Linked DNA regions of Macaca mulatta: region 2 is linked to region 1. A link is a contact called in public Hi-C data. All regions are on one chromosome and are shown on one strand. Each heading gives the region's core, a stretch centred on a gene start, on an enhancer-like site or on the middle of the called end of the contact. The rest is flanking DNA. Distances are from core to core; before and after follow the strand shown. Region 1 holds the start of GBF1 (golgi brefeldin A resistant guanine nucleotide exchange factor 1). Region 2 holds the start of NFKB2 (nuclear factor kappa B subunit 2).

Region 1 (3,300 bases), core at 329-2,828:
AGCCCCATGCAGCCCCAGCTTTATGGCTGGGGCTGAGAAATGTGGCAGGGAATTTACGGGGAAACGCTGCTGGGACCCAGCTAAGCCGGAGATTTTACCCCCGTTACCCTGGTCTCTGTCTTCTCTCGCCTCCAGAGACCTCCCTCCATGGAGTTCGGCCTGCTCAGCGAGGCAGAGGCCCGGAGCCCTGCCCTGTCGCTGTCAGACGCGGGCACTCCGCACCCCCAGCTCCCAGAGCACGGCTGCAAGGGCCAGGAGCACAGCGGTAAGCGCGCCCCCTTCCGGGAGTGCAGGAGATAACAGCTTCATCCCCAGTGCGGGTGGGACCCCGGCTGCGCAGCTCAGGTGGGAGCCAGCGGGTGGCTTAGGAGGTCCCGGAGCCCGAGAATCCGTGCAGGCTTGGGCGCCCTGTGACCTGCCCCCACCCTGGCCCCCCAGACTCAGAGAAGGCCTCGGCTTCGCTGCCCGGCGGCTCCCCCGAGGACGGCTCGCTGAAGAAGAAGCAGCGGCGGCAGCGCACGCATTTCACCAGCCAGCAGCTGCAGGAGCTGGAGGCGACCTTCCAGAGGAACCGCTACCCCGACATGAGCACGCGCGAGGAGATCGCCGTGTGGACCAACCTCACCGAGGCCCGCGTGCGGGTATGCTCTCCAGACCCGCGACTCGCACCCGCGCGGGCCCTCCGCACTCAGCCTGCGACCCGGCGGCCAGCGGTTCCACCCCACCTTCCCCTCCCCCGGACCCCGGACCCTGGCTCCGGGCTGCAGCCCCATGCGGCCTCTTGCCCGCCAACCTCCAGCCTTTGCTCCCACTGCTCCCTAGTACCCGGACCGCGCGCTTCTTCGGCCCTGACACCGTCTCTCTTTCCCCTATCCACCCCTACTCGACCTCATCCTACTGTCCCCCCAGACTCTGGCGCCAATGACTCGGTCCTGCCGCCCGCGCCTTCTGTTCTCCGACCCCGGACTCCGTGCACTCCTTCCCTCCTACCCCGTCTCCAGCCACCTCATCTCGTTTATTGACCGCAGGGCCCCGGATGGTAGCCTCGTCGGGGTGGCCCGCCCTCCAGCCGCTGGGACTTGGCCCCGAGCCCTGACCGCCTTTCTCCCGTGCCCGCAGGTGTGGTTCAAGAACCGGCGCGCCAAATGGCGGAAGCGCGAGCGCAGCCAGCAGGCCGAGCTGTGCAAGGGCAGCTTCGCGGCGCCGCTCGGGGGGCTTGTGCCGCCCTACGAGGAGGTGTACCCCGGCTACTCGTACGGCAACTGGCCGCCCAAGGCGCTTGCCCCGCCGCTCGCCGCCAAGACCTTCCCATTCGCCTTCAACTCGGTCAACGTGGGGCCTCTGGCTTCGCAGCCCGTCTTCTCGCCACCCAGCTCCATCGCCGCCTCCATGGTGCCCTCCGCCGCGGCTGCCCCTGGCACCGTGCCAGGGCCTGGGGCCCTGCAGGGCCTGGGCGGGGGCCCCCCCGGGCTGGCTCCGGCCGCCGTGTCCTCCGGGGCCGTGTCCTGCCCTTACGCCTCGGCCGCCGCCGCCGCCGCGGCTGCCGCCTCCTCCCCCTACGTCTATCGGGACCCGTGTAACTCGAGCCTGGCTAGCCTGCGGCTCAAAGCCAAACAGCACGCTTCCTTCAGCTACCCCGCCGTGCACGGGCCGCCCCCGGCAGCCAACCTCAGTCCTTGCCAGTACGCCGTGGAAAGGCCCGTATGAGCGGCCCCGCCTGTAGATCATCCCCGAGGGCGGGGGCGACGATTCACAGCCTCCTCGGACTGGGGTCGTTTTGACTGGCTTGCTCCCGCCCCAGGGTCTAAAAGGGGTGTTTGGTCAGCTGGGGGGCGCCGGCTTAGGAGAGGGCCTTCCCCTCCCAGCCCTGAGGGGTGGACTGGGCCCTATACACAGACCGCGCCCCTGGGACTAAAGCCAGGAACAGGGACCAGCTTCCCGGGGGCCAACTCACCCTTGGCCCATCCCGCCTTCTCCAGGCTTCCCCTCCCTCGTTTTCAAAGATAAATGAAATAAACGTGCGCGGACTGTCGAAGGCGTGATGATTCAGAGTTGCGGTTGAGTCTTCTTCCCTTCATCCTCCCCCACTGTCTACAGGCGAGCTGGAGGTACAGGAACGAAGTGAGGGTCCAGGCTTCCAGGGATTCAGTCCCACTCACCACCTGCCCCCACTCCAGGTCGGGGCAGCCCGGGATTCTTGAAGCAAAGAGGTGCGTGAGTGCGGGGGACGTGGGAAACCAGCTACCGGGCTGGCATCGGCCACAGCCGGTGCTGCGGCGCCACCTCGTGGTCTCAGGGAGGCTAGCTGGTAGATCTGGTCTCCAATGCTTGTAGGTGTCAGCTCTGCTATTCAGGGAGCCTATGACTTTAGATAAAGTTACTCCGCCTTTCTGAGCCTGTTTCTCACTGTTCCTATGAGGGGCTTGGTCCTCTAACAGCAATAAAATTCTGGTCTGTAACAACATTTATTAAGTGCCTACCAGGCCTAGGATTCTTTCAGTGTCTGTGTGTGTGCCTCTCACCCTTCCACACACCCTCAGGCGTCCCACCTGCCGATCATCCCCTTGGTAGCAGCGCTCTTTCCCCCCAAATCCCCAAACTCTCAAAATTTTGTTGAAATATTTAATTTAAAAAAATAGAGCAAGAAGAAGAAAGATTTCTGGATAGAAATTAAACAACTCAGCTCTTGGGACCCTCCTCCGTCCCACCCCCCATCCCAGGGCCTTCTTGGCCTTCACATTAAAAACAGAAACATCAAAGTAACAGACCACACCCCCATCCCAGGGTCACCCTTCTTGTCTCAAAAATTCCAGCCACCGTGGGGCACGCGTCCTCTGGGGAAACCATGCAGGTAAGGCAACCTAATCATTCTCCCAAAACTAAGCCCAGCCTCTTGGTGCCCTGAAGAAGAGAGAGACTGGAGCTTCACTGTTCTCTCCAACCCTTCACTGGCTCTTGGTCTTGGCTTTGACCTTGGGCTTGATGTAGGTCTGGCGGAAGAAGTGGGCAAAGAGGATGAAATAGGTCATATACAAGATGAAGGACCAGAATAAGTGTTCCATCGTGGTGTGGCATCCCTGTTCCTGCCTCCAGATGTACGCAAGGATGCTGACGATGGCTCCTACAAACATCTGCAGGATCTGCAGGCTGGTGATGAGCATGGGCAGCATCTTGGGGGGCTTCACGTTGGCAGCCTTCAGAGTGTAGTAGGTGTACATGAAGGCATGCACACTGAAGTTCATGGTGACGAACCAGCCTCCTGCAGGCACTTGGTTCTTGTATCCAAAGCTTGTGTACACC
Region 2 (2,995 bases), core at 395-2,894, 170 kb before region 1:
GTGTGGCGGGTGAGATCCGGTGGAGAGCGAGATCCGGAGTTGGGCTTGGCCGGGGAAGGGGCAGGAAAGTTAGAGCAGCTTAGGAAAGTCCCGAAAATACCAAGGGGAGGCGGGGCCGGAGGGGGCGGGCCTGGAAATGACGCCAGTGGCACCGCCCTCACGACGGGAGGGGCGGGAGGCCCTCGCCAGTCTACGGGTTCCCGCTGCTTTTCAGCGGGTAGAGGGAGAGGAGAGTCAGGGGAGCCGCGGTGGGGGTTAAGCCCCCTCCTCCCTCCAGGGCAGGGAACAGGAGGGTCCCTCACGGCCGTGGGGAGGTTGGCAGTCTGGAGCCAAGTCCGCCTCCCGCTCCCCTCCCCCGGTCTGGAGCAACCTTGGGAATTTCTGCCAGGAGGGAGGCCACGGCTGATAAACCCGGGGGCTTTTGGGGGGACGTTCCTGCTGTCTGATGGCCTCCCCTTCGAACAGCCTGTAGGCGGGGGCTCTTTCCTGTGGGAGGCCCCGGGGTTCTGCCCCGAGAACACGATTCTGGGGCCGCGGGAAAAGTGTCTTCTCCTCCGGCTCCTCTTTTTCCCAAACCTCGCAACAGCAGCTGGTTCCACACCGCACCGGCTCTGGGCACGCAGGCGACAGGGAGACCTCTGCACGCTCCCCACCCAATACAAGCGTGTGTCTCCATCACAGCTCCACAAGTGTGTTTCGGCTCTAGTGCTTGGGTGCATGTTGTGTGTCCATGGCGTCAACATGAGTGTGCAAGCGAGCATGTGTGTAGACAGGTGAGTCCTGAGCTTCTCAGTGTGGGTGTGTGTCAGCGCCTGTCTTGATGTACAGACACGGGTGAGCGTATCTTGAGTTTGTGCGTGAAGGGTGTGGGTGCAGGCACCAGTGCACCGGTGGGCACGTCTCCGTGTGCATGTGTGTGCGAGTGCGACTGCACGGACGCTGCCGTGTGTGCGCCAGCACAGGTACAGGTGTACGTACGGGTCCGTGTGTCTTTGTACAAGGATGTCGACGTGGATCTGAGTGTCGTTGCCTGCGCGCCGCTGCTGCTCTCCAGCCCCCGGCGCTGTCCGCTAAAGGCCCTCCTCCCGCTCTTCTCTTGTCCCGGCCACCCAGGGGTCTGAATCCAGCCACTCACCGTGGCGGCGGCTCTGGTTGCGGCTTCTCTCCGCGCCCGACCCACCTGGGACCGGTCGCGACACCTCGCCGGCCAGCAGGGCTTGGGGCCGGGAAAGCCCCTTCTCGGCCCCCCGGAGGGGGGAATTCCCATGACGTTTCCGTGCGTCACGCCTCGCGCCCTTTTTCATTGGCTGAAAGTTTAACTCTGGACTGGCGCAGCCAACCCGGAGCGACTCGGGCGCGCCCCTGAGAGGGGACAGGCTCACTCAGGGTAGGGAGCGGGGCGACAGGCCACCAGGCGCGACAGGCCACCAGCGGGGCGACAGGCCACTAGTTCGGCCGGCTAGGGGACCGCCGAGAAGGTACCCGCTGACCCAGCGCCACCTTGGGCCGGGAGCTTCCGCTGCAGCTCGGCTTTGGCTGCGCCTAATGCTTGACTTTCTCCGAAGCGGGGGAACCCCAGGGGGAAGCCGACGGCCCCAGCCCTCGGGGCCCCCACCCTGAGCGGCGGGCTGCCGGGAAGTTAGCGGAAGAGGAAGGAAGTTGCTTTTGCGGTCGGTCCCGGGCGCCCTCTGGCGGCCTTCATGAGGCCGCAAGGAGACTCCATTTGGCCCAGGCCCCTGTCTCGCTTTGTCTCATCAGCCTCAGGGTTCCGGGAGAGACAGTCCGGACCTCGGACTTTTATAGAAGTGATAGGTTCCCAGCGGGCCAGGACTCAGGAGCTCTGCGCAGGAGAAGGGAAATTAAGTGTTTATCCACCACGGAGATCTGGAATATTAGAACTGAAAAAGGCATCCAGAGTTTAAACAGCTCAAATTTCCACCGATGTGGGAAATCGCCTCTTTTTTTTTAGTCTCAGACTGGAATGCAGTGAGGCGCTTTTGGCTCACTGCAACCTCCGCCTCTTGGATTCAAACCATTCTCCTGCCGCAGCCTCCCGAGTATCTGGGATTACAGTGCCCACCACCAAGCCCGGCTAATTTATGTATTTTTAGTAGAGTTGGGATTTCACCATGTTGGTCAGGCTAGTCTCGAACTCATGTCCTCAGGTGATCCGCTGGCCTCCGCCTTCCGAAACGTTGGGATTACAGTCGTGAGCCACCGCACACGGCCTATTTCATTTATTTATGTTTTTGAGACAGTGTCTCGCTCTGTCACCCAGGCCTGGAGTACAGTGGCGCGATCATGGCTCACTGCAACCTCGAACTCCGGGGTGCACTGATTCTCTCACTCTCCTGAGTAGCTGGGACTACAGGTGCACACCACCACACCTGGCAAATTTTTAAATTTTTAGTGGAGATGGATCTCACTACGTTGCCTAGGCTGGTCTTAAACTCCTGGGCTTAAGTGGTCCTCCTACTTTGGCCTTCCAAAATGCTTGGATTACAGACGTGAGCCACTGTGTCCTGCCAAATTGCCTCTTATAGACCTTCCAGTTTCCATCTGAACACTTCTAGAGGCAGTGAGGTCAGGACAGGAATTCACCAAGTATCGAGTACATGAGTGGACCTCTCTCTGGTCAGTAGCGTTTCTCCTTAGCAGGTGCCATGAGTAATCTCCATGCCTGGAGTCCTCCTCCCTTAGGCTTATGGTAGAACATAGGCTATCTGGGATCTTTCCTGCAGCTTGCCCCAGACGTTTTTAAGAACAGAATCACAGGCCTGCACTGGCACTAAGAGAGACTATTATGGCTCTCGATTTGGGCTGTCTGTTTCCTATTACTTCCCCACCCCCCTTCATCTTGCCTGCAAATATAGTGTCCCAGGCACTAGGTTCGAGTACTTTAGAAGTTCTCATTCTCCCTCCCAACAACCCTAGGAGGTGAATATTACCTTTACTGATGAAGAAATCAAGGCTCAGAGAGGTGGAGTAACCAAAC

Evidence for each region. Hi-C and Micro-C count contacts between places; a contact is called where the count stands out from the background.
Region 2: a Hi-C map of fetal cortex germinal zone shows a contact between it and region 1, with 3 times the contacts expected there. The contact joins the promoter of NFKB2 here to the promoter of GBF1 in region 1. A contact is called at or near these places in 2 of 14 Hi-C or Micro-C datasets (fetal cortex germinal zone and liver).

Annotation. Positions count from the first base shown.
Region 1 is chr9:114,340,128-114,343,427 of T2T-MMU8v2.0, reverse strand. It overlaps GBF1 (golgi brefeldin A resistant guanine nucleotide exchange factor 1), which reads right to left and starts at 1,578. Exons shown (of 41, transcript XM_077947385.1): 1 at 1,305-1,578. ELOVL3 (ELOVL fatty acid elongase 3) reads right to left here. Exons shown (of 4, transcript NM_001194552.2): 4 at 2,609-3,300. The coding sequence ends at 2,946. PITX3 (paired like homeodomain 3) reads left to right here. Exons shown (of 4, transcript XM_077947410.1): 2 at 136-265; 3 at 439-641; 4 at 1,120-2,049. The coding sequence starts at 148. The coding sequence ends at 1,707.
Region 2 is chr9:114,505,752-114,508,746 of T2T-MMU8v2.0, reverse strand. NFKB2 (nuclear factor kappa B subunit 2) reads right to left here and starts at 1,644. Exons shown (of 23, transcript XM_077947422.1): 1 at 1,136-1,644.